Regions from separate parts of the Gossypium hirsutum genome. Here region 1 is linked to region 2. A link is a contact called in public Hi-C data. All regions are on one chromosome and are shown on one strand. The core of a region is the stretch at or near the end of the contact, and the rest is flanking DNA. Distances in the headings are between cores, read along the strand shown. Region 1 has its middle 39 kb from the start of LOC121222819. Region 2 has its middle 31 kb from the start of LOC107914859.

What was found. A called contact is a pair of places that touch in the nucleus more often than the background predicts.
Region 1: a contact with region 2 is called in a Hi-C map of leaf, with 2.5 times the contacts expected there. The contact joins two enhancer-like sites. A contact is called at or near these places in 5 of 34 Hi-C or Micro-C datasets (all in leaf).

Annotation. Positions count from the first base shown.
Region 1 is chrD10:35,776,652-35,781,414 of Gossypium_hirsutum_v2.1, forward strand. It overlaps the pseudogene LOC107914855. Among protein-coding and RNA genes, the nearest start is that of LOC121222819, 39 kb to the right of the region's middle. Within about 2 kb of position 1,255, at least 1 of the 9 cell types and tissues checked has an H3K27ac peak or open chromatin away from gene starts, as enhancers often do. A contact at or near this core is called in leaf, where this site is marked.
Region 2 is chrD10:35,594,096-35,599,137 of Gossypium_hirsutum_v2.1, forward strand. It overlaps the pseudogene LOC121222445. Among protein-coding and RNA genes, the nearest start is that of LOC107914859, 31 kb to the left of the region's middle. Within about 2 kb of position 2,001, at least 8 of the 9 cell types and tissues checked have an H3K27ac peak or open chromatin away from gene starts, as enhancers often do. A contact at or near this core is called in leaf, where this site is marked.

The sequences.
Region 1 (4,763 bases), core at 5-2,504, 180 kb after region 2:
CAAAATTAACTATAGATAAATCAAGGAAACTCATGCCTTCAACTAAAAGCAAATTTACAATACCTATAGGAGACACTTAGAAAACATATAAATCAATCTTCTATACAATAATTGACCTTACAATATCTTTATCAAATTGTTAATTTATTTTTCTACACGTAATATCAATTCTATTTTCCTAATAATTTATTAAGATTAACTGCTTAAATTAAAACTATACCTTTTAACAAATACTTACGTAAAAGTTAAACCTTTCAAAATAATAAAATAAAAACCAAATCTTTTTAAGGAACTCAAATAAAAGCTTTTCATCAATGCTCTTTTAAACCGGACTGGTGGTCAAATCCACCAGACCACTATTCCCAATTCAAATCGGTTAGACTGGCAATCCAACCAGAATTTATTTTTATTATATAATATATAAATTTTAAATTTTCATTTTATTTAAAAGTTTTAAAAATAAACCATACCAAGCCCAATACTTTATTATCCATCTTTTTATCTAACTGGGCTCAATAACCCAAATATTAGGATATTTAACTTCCCTTAGAGTGGGTTTGGATGAGCGATTGGGTGCGTTGCGGTGCGTTTAGTTTACTTTTTGTCTCACGCTACAGTATCTAATCTCACCGCCACTGCTATTTTTACACTAACCGCAGATAAACGCACCGCCTATCCAAGCTCACCATTAGTTTTTTTATCTGCCGTCTGCCACCTTCTCAATCTATCACTTCCATTTTTCTTTATTTGTTTAATCACTTTCTTCTTCTTCATCTTTCTTTTTTTTTTTTTTTGAAATTTGCTTTATGCTTTCATCAATATTGCATATATATAGAGATATATATTCAAAATCTTTCAGTTTCACTCTTTGCTTTGTAGAATTTTTCTCAGAACCATCAAGTTTCATCAAGTTTTTTCTTTTATAGTTTTATCAAGTTTCTCTCAGCAGTGCAGATTCTCTCTTCTCATTCCTTGTTCTGTTTTTTTTTTTCATTTTCATTTAAATTTTTCTTTGGTTGAATTATTGGATTAGATAAAATTGGACTAAATAATGTATGAAACATAAAACAAAAATTCATAAAACTACTAAAACACCGATTAAATCGATTTTTTAAATAAATTCAAACGATCCTGATTTCCGATTTGATAATGGTTTTGAACGGTTCAACATCACTATCCGAATTGGACCCCAAAGTATCAAACCATGAACTATAAAAGGCGTGCAAGAAAAGGAAAAACATATTGACTAGTGATCATGAGACCCCAATTCTTGACTACACAAAAAGTCTTCGCCCTCAATCAATCGGTCTTTTATACCCTTTACACGTTGTGTGAACTCAAAATTTAACCATTTGTAACTCCATCACCAAGCTTCCCGAGTGAGCAACTTAAACTTGCGAAATCCGATATGAAATTGAAGAGATAATCCGTTAAATACAACTTGCCTATCAAAGCTATTATACATTTTTCATTTTCTAATAATATGATACAGCGTTCCAGTCAGTGTGGTATATCGGATCTAACCTAACCGTTCGAACAAATTTATGTAGAAAATGAGAATTTGAGCTTAGGAGAAGAACCGTAATATGTTATGTAGTAGACGTATGATGTTGAATATCATGATCCTGAATCAAAAGACCATTCAGAAGTGGGCGCTCTGCATCTGCATTTCCTACCAACAATCTTTTCTCATGTCGCTGACCTCTACCATTAAACCTAAAAATAAAACAGAAATCAAAGCAAATACTGAAAATGCCAAAGATAATAAAATATATTAGATATTAAAGATTAATATTTATATTTATATTCATATAAAATAAATTTTAATTATTAAGTAGTAATCACAGAATTAAAATATATTTACTCACCCTACACTGTCCGAGCTAAAAAGGTTGCTCGGTCCCTCAGACAAGTTAGATAATTGATGTGGAGATATATGCCCATGAAACACTTACAGAAGAGAGAACGTGAACACACCAAGATAATATATGCTTGCCATAGGAATACTAATAGAGTTTCTATTGTCAAGTTCAGACGCACCTTAACATCTGAAGATGTTACTAGTTATTAAGTCAAAGAGACCTATCTTACACTTTAGTTGACATGTAGGAGAAAGAAAATTCGAAAGGCCATTTTCGGAGATAGGAGCATACTACCTTAAAACCAAAACTGAATGATTTTTACTGTTGTGCCTACACGTGGACTTGCACACTACATTATTAGTTAGGCAGATTATAGTTCTCATTCCACCCTTGAGATTTGCACATAACCACCTTAGTGACTTGAAAGAGAGTCCGCGATATAGCTTTAAAGTCTGTTTGGTGAGGTTAGACAGGTGTCAAGTTGAGATTAGGATTTCCACATACTTTATACGTTCTCAGTCAATTAAAATTTTGTAAACAGAAAGTAAGGCAGCAGAGAGACCTTACACTAGTTGATTGGAGCTCCATTGTAGTTGAATCAGTTTCCTGTGACATAAGAGATCACACGTTCAAATTACTATAGAGTCCAAATTAAAAATCTTAAGAAAAAGCTGATGCAGCTAAAAGTACCTCTTCAATCAACAAATCCTTTCTAGTGATCACACCAATCATACGAGATGCACGGGGAACAACAAATATGTGTCTCAATCCTAGTTGCCGGAAAATATTGTAAACCTATACCGTCACCATTAACAAGTAAAAGACAAAGATACTGTAACAAACATGATAATCTGTTAAAAGCAACACTGTAAAAAAGAAATCACCTTTGTTAATGACATATCTTCCGGTACAACATATGGTGAGGGATTCAAAAATGGTGCAAGATCTATGTACATTTCTAGGTCATCTGAACTAAGATGAATATCATTTATTGATATTCCTTTACTTGAAACAGGTTTAGCAAATTCACTAAAATTGTGCCTGTAAACAAAGGGAGCTATTTACTCTTAAGCTGAACTGAATAAAAAGCCAGAATGAAACTATAGAATTAAAACTTATAGCAGACTTCAACTTACCGAATCCCTGGGATCCACCTCTGGGATCACAAGGCAAAGGACTATGCTGGAAATCTATCTTAGATTGAAGAAGCACCAGTAGGTGACTGCATTATAAGCAAAGCGCAGCAGTTAGTTCTTCCAAGCATGCTTCTGCTCTACAATATAAAGAGCAAAACCTCTGGGAGCGAAAAAATGTCATTTGTTGTACCTCCGAAGCATAAGTCCGATAACAAGTGTTTCTCCATTTCTTGTGTGATCAATTACCTAGGTAAGGTGAACAATGAAATACTGTTTTCATAATTGCTAACATTGAACTAGAGACACTATGTGAAAGCTAAGCTTACGGGAAAGCCATTATGCTTGTTGCTCTGCAAAATAGAGACCACATCTGCAACCTTTACAACCCGCGGAAGTGAGAGAACCTACAAATGTAGAAAAGCGAGCAGCTTAGGAGTAAAAGTTGTCCTTTGCTTTAAGCACTTGCATGATTATCAGCTCGTATCTACACTAGAGATTATTTTTATACCAAAACAACACAAAACCACGGCATCCTTGTCAGTGAAAGCAGATCAATCAACTAACCTTCTGGTTTCTGCAGGCTTCCTTGGCAGTCATTTTCCGCATCTCATACTTGGGTCTTGATTCCAGCAACGGAATACCACGCAGTCGTGCTTGTTCTTCATATAAGCCTTCATTAAAAGCATCACCAACAGCCTGGGAGGGAAGAAGTGCAAGGACATTTAGACCATGTCAATCAAGAATTGATAAAGTTATCAACAATAAACTTTATACCTTCGATATAAGAAGAACAAGCATAATAAGAGGTAGAAGTTTCAAGTTATTTGTGATTTCGACCATGATGACACACAGAGAAACTGTCATCCTCATGGAACCACCAAGAAAAGAAGCAGCTCCCAGAAGTGCATATCTGCAAATACACCAAATTGTAGAGCACTTCAGCAATGATATTGAATGGTATGCAAAAAGAAAGGTGGGACTCTTAAGAATCACTAAACAAAAGAGACAAAGGCAATTAAGAAACATGATTACCATTGACTGCAAAAACAGGTCATAACACGAGTGGGACATATTCTTTATTTAAATTAAGATCTCTCTGTCATGTTTATGTATAAACCCCCCCCCCCTTCTTTTCTTATGACAAGTATATATATATATTTATCTAACTTGACTAATTACAGCTTTTTAGGAAACTTCAGCCCTATTTGCTTAGTTTGGAGGGGGTTACATGGACCCAAATGCCAAAAGCATATTAATAAAACATTGTGAGTGAAATCATAATACCGATATAGATATGATTATTCAAATTCCATAGAAGTAAAAGAAACAATGTACTTACGTTCCCTCTTCAATATTGAGCTTCTTGTAGTGATTAACTGTAAAAATACCAACCAGACGGCCATATGTTGATCCTATCATTATTCCACGAACAAACTGACCAGCTGGAACAGCAGTACCAAATGTAATTACTGCTAAGGTATAAAACATAACCTGAAATCATTTGAATTGAAAGAAAATTCAGGCCAAGAACTGTTTTCAGGGGAAAATGTATTAGCCTATTCTTCAGTTGTATAAATATTTAAAATAAATATAATGAATACTACTATTAAACAAACCTCCTACAAGTTTTCAACTAATAAATTTGGTATGTTCCTGAACTGTTTAAATTGTGACCTGTAAAAAATATATTTGGAGGATATAATATGAAAATTATAAAATATTCTGAATAATCATCCATTTTCTGGAACGATTCTGCTCTGTTTCT
Region 2 (5,042 bases), core at 751-3,250:
AATGCAGAGACTGGTAGAACTTTTGAGGCCAAAGGTAAGAAAATTTGATGAAATCTCATACTAAGTTTAGAGTTTGAATCAACAAAATACAACAAAGTTTAACTACCAAGAAGCTGCACAATACCATCAATGAGTCGAGTTGGTAGCAAAAAACTGTGACCTCCTACTTGTAAGGAACATCATCTATCTTAAATTGCTCTTCAACCATCTCAAGAAACAAGAGTGTGATTTGTTACTTAAGCCAGTGCAAGAACAATCATTAATAAGGAAAAAGATTACAAGACGACCAAAGCAAGCAATTCATTCGGAGAAAAGGAAACCAAAATCCAAGCAAATAATGGCACAGTTAGACTAAATGAAATCAAGATGTGTACTGGGTTCAATCGTGTCATTGTGCTGCTGGCACTTCTCACAAGAGAACAGTCAAGTTGAAAGTGTAAAGAATGAAGAAGGATCTTGTTGTCCTTGCTGATAGGATACTGTCACATCATCTCAACTTGGCATCTTCCTACTATTGGTTTCTACTTGTCATCCTTTCATTTTGGTGATTTTCTGATGCCCCAAACAATCAAAACTTTAAACAGACACATTCAGAAACAGCAATGTAGAGCCAACTTTTCCGGGAAAATAAATCTCTCTAACAACTGAAATTGAACTTTTCTATCAGTGTTGTTAAAATGAGCAAGCATCATTCTGTAAACTAATTTACAGCATAACACGTTAACTGTTGTATTACATCTACTTAGTTTCAAAGGGTACGTGTTAGGCAGAGTGCCAGTGCGTCCAACCAGATTTAACAATGCCATTAAAACAAGAATATGGAGCAAAGGAACTCCCAGTTACTACTTGGCCTAAAATGCAGATCTTTACAATATAATGAACTTAGGGCTCAAGAGCCGAGACCTGCTTACATACATGAAACCTCGACAAATTTCTATTTCAGCATGCAGTTTGAAAAAGTGTAATAAATCTTGGTATGATATCATAATGAACCATTGTACTGCTCTTTCATTCAGATTAACCATTCCCAATAACACAGAATTCAACAAGAAGTAAAAGAAACCAAAGTGAAGAAGTCAAAATCTCAAATGAATGGCGTCCTCTGCCTAACCTTAGCCTTCTCAGCATCGATAATAGATCCCACCAAATTAACAGCCTCCTCAAGCTTCCCATGTGCATTCACAACAACATAATCGAATCTCTTAACAAACTTCACCTCTCTCTGGCGGTAGCAATCCTGAGTAGCAATTCCTCCTTACTCTCAGTCTTCCTCTCAATCAGCCTCTCAATGAGCGCCAGCTCACTCTCAGCCACCAAAAATATGAACACCCCAGAATCTCCAAGTGTCTTCCTTAATGTTTCTGCCCCTTGAATGTCTACTCTCAACACAATATCACACCCTTTTGCCATAAACTCTCTTATCTGCTTCTTAGGTATTCCTTTGTAACCACCATAAACTACAGCATACTCCACAAGCTCATCTTTTTCAACCATCGATAAAAACTCTTCCTTTGACACAAAATAGTAATCTTTGCCATCAACTTTACCAGGCCTAATTCCTCTACTCGTAGCAGTAACAACGAAATGAAGATTTTCTCTAACTTCTCTGAGTCTTTTGATGACTGCATCTTTGCCTACCCCACTTGGACCACTTATAACAATGATTAAAGGGTTGGGGGCGCGGCAAATTCGGTCAGAGCTAAAAGAAGAGCCTAGAGAAGACTCCAAAGCACGAAGTAACTCTGGTTTAGAGACTTTGTCAAGGGAAGGAAAGGAATAGAACTTTTGGGTATCAGCCATTTTGATGGTTGAAGTGTAAAAGAATGGCCTGGGATGTTGAAAAAGTAGGTTTGTTGGGGAGGAGAAGTGAAAGAGGTTTAGGGTGAAAGAAAGGAGGGAGTCTACGAAACATGAGAGAAGGATTTTGGTTTAGTTGAGATCCGATCGACAAGGTAGACGAGAAAATCGAAAGAGGTTTCCATTGTCGTTGGGTTACTTTGGGAATTTTCAAGCATGGGTTTTGGGTTAAGGAAAGGGGACCTACTGTTAAAGCCCAAAGCTTCCAATCAGGCCGATTCTTTGGACTATTTTTCAATTCCAGAACATCTTTCACTATTTGACTCATGAAGTATATATTCACTTTTTTATTTTGGTAATTTAATTTTTTATAGTCCAATTTAGTATCTAAAATATTATTCTATTATAGTTTTTAGTTCATTTTTTAACAGACGCTAAAATAAATTTGACTAATTAAATCGTGTAACTTGTCATTTTTCATTTTATAATATAATTTTTTTTATTAAAAATAAATATTATATTATTTATTGGTTTTCTTAATTATTAACTTTCCTAAAAATATTGAATTTTCCCTAAACTATAGTCTATGTTTTTTCTCAAACATCGAGCAAGGTAATTTTTCGCACGGTGCGTCTTTCTTTTCATCGTTCGGATTCAAAACGAAGGCTTGGAGCTCATTGAACCCTAAAACCAAATAAGATGAGTTTTCTTCTTTGTGTTGATTTTTCCCTTTTTGGTTTTCTTGTTTCAGTAACAAGCACTTGTTAGCTAGTGTTAGCAATTGAGGACTTGACAAAAATAAAGCATATAGAAAACAAGATTATGGTCTCTTCTTCTTCTTCAAAGTGTAACCCAGAAATTTTTTTATTTTAAGAATTAAAAACATTTAATTATTTAATGGAATTAGTGGATTTTTATCTTTTTGGTGTTAGGATGCTGAAGAAGAAGAAAGATTTGATGGTGAAGAATTACCCAAATGAAGATGAAGAATTATCAAATGAGATGAGTTTTGATGAAGGAGGACAAGATAAAAGATCAAGAAATACCCAAATGATTCTTGAAATTTTGTTAAAAATATTTAATTATTTTTTTATCATTTTTAGATTTTCAAGATTTATATATATATTTATTTTTATATTTTTAAAATTTTATATCACTGTTGTTTGAACCAGACCATACTAGTTGGTCAGACTGAGAATTGGTTTGGAAAATGACTTTGAATCGGTTAAATCGAGAACCGGTGCAAATTGGTTGAACCAACTAAAAATCGATTGAATCAGGATTTTTAAAATTTTTTAATTTTTTAATAATTTTTTAATCCGACTGATTGGACCGGTCAAACCAGCGAACTGATGGCCTGATCGGTTTGACCAATGATCCAGTTTAAAAAACATTGGTTTATATATATATTTAATAAAAAATTATATATTTTTATAAAAGAAAGATGTGGTGGGATTTGATTGGTCACCATTTTTTTAACTTATGTTAGTAAAATGGACTAAATACTATAACATAACGATACTTTAGGTACTAAATTAGATAAAAAAAATTAAGTATGATAGAAGGAAAAAGAATATACTTTAGAAGTCAAATAGTGATTTTAGCTTTTCATTTTAGTTTAATACAAATAAAAGCACTCCAAATATTTTCAAAACATCAATTAAATTCATCTGAATCTTTTAAGATTCACCCAATTAAGTTTTTCAATCTACAAAGTTCATCAATTAAACCTTTTGTCCGTTAGATTTAATGAGTGACCATTAAATTCTAATGGTCTTGCTAACATGGCCATTAACTGTCGTTTAGTCAACCATTGTAAATCTGATGTGGCGGCCCATGTCAATAATGATCATTGATATTACAGTACAACACGGAGACTTGAGTGAGTTGTTTAACGACTTGAAATTTCTAATATTGAATTTCATGAAAATTTGATAATATAATGTAAGGTTTAACGAGAAATACTTTTTTGGGTGGTGAATTTAATATCTGAAATTCTAATTCTAGAGTTGAGAACTTATTATTGGTTTATTTTATTTTTATTTTAGCTAATGGGTCTTGATTGAGCTTGGATTAAATTGTAAAGAGAGGTGAGATTGACTTAACTTAGATTTAAAGATTGATTTGGAAAATGGAGAAACTTAGAAGCATTTATGTGGGCATTTTACAAAAGAGTAATATTTGCATTTTCCTAATATTCCACTGTTGAAAAAGTTAGGGGTGAGTAAAACTCGTTTTGATTTGAAAAATTAAAAAAAATCAAATTTTGAATTAATCGAATTGAGTTTTTTGGTTTCTTTGAGTCAACTCAAATAAGTAATCCGATTTTTTGAGTTTGAGTCGAGTTGAATTTTACAATTCAAATAAATTAAATAATTCAAACAACAAATTGGTGTAAATATCCATTTGGTCCTTCTCAATTTCGAAAATGAGCAAATTGATCCATCTCAACAAAAAATAATTAAAATAATTTTCAAAAATTCTAAATATTTATAAAAATTCTAAATTTTCATATATATATATATTAAAATTATAAAGATTAAAAACAAAATTAAAAATTCTTAAAAATTCTAAAGAATATATAAAAAAATCTAAAATAATAATTTTGAAGACCTAAACAAGTAAATTACTAATTTAAGTTTATCATACTAAAGGATCTTAATTTTCCTCTTATTTTTCTTAGTAATAGCTTTCAAATATATATGGTTTCAAAGTTATGCCTTTTAACATTGATTTAATTATATTGTAACAATATTTTAATTTGACATGTTTAATTTTTTCAAATTTAACTCGAATAATTTCACTTGATTTGATTCAATTTGAGTCAATTCAAATTCCATTTCACCCTGTTCAATTTGAAAAAAATTAAATTAAATTAAGATGATAAAATAAGACTCGACAACTCGAAATTTTTTCAATCAATTTGTCTCAATTTGATGGAGCACAACCTTCAATTTTTTTCTTTATGCACATTGTTGGAAAACATAAGCAGAAAACCATTTTTTTCTTTTTTAATTTTTAATCATTTTTTTTTCTTTAGCACCAAATCAGAAGTGGGGAACACATTTTCTTCAGTTTTAGAGTGATTCTAACATAACCAAATTGATTTTGAGATGTCGAAATCAAAGCCCAAATTTCTCATAATTCTAAAATTCTGAAAAAAAAGAGAGTAGCAGTAAGTTTTTGGTTTTAATCACGTTTCTAGACTAGTATCGAAGTTGTTATATGGTCGAAATCAATTTGGC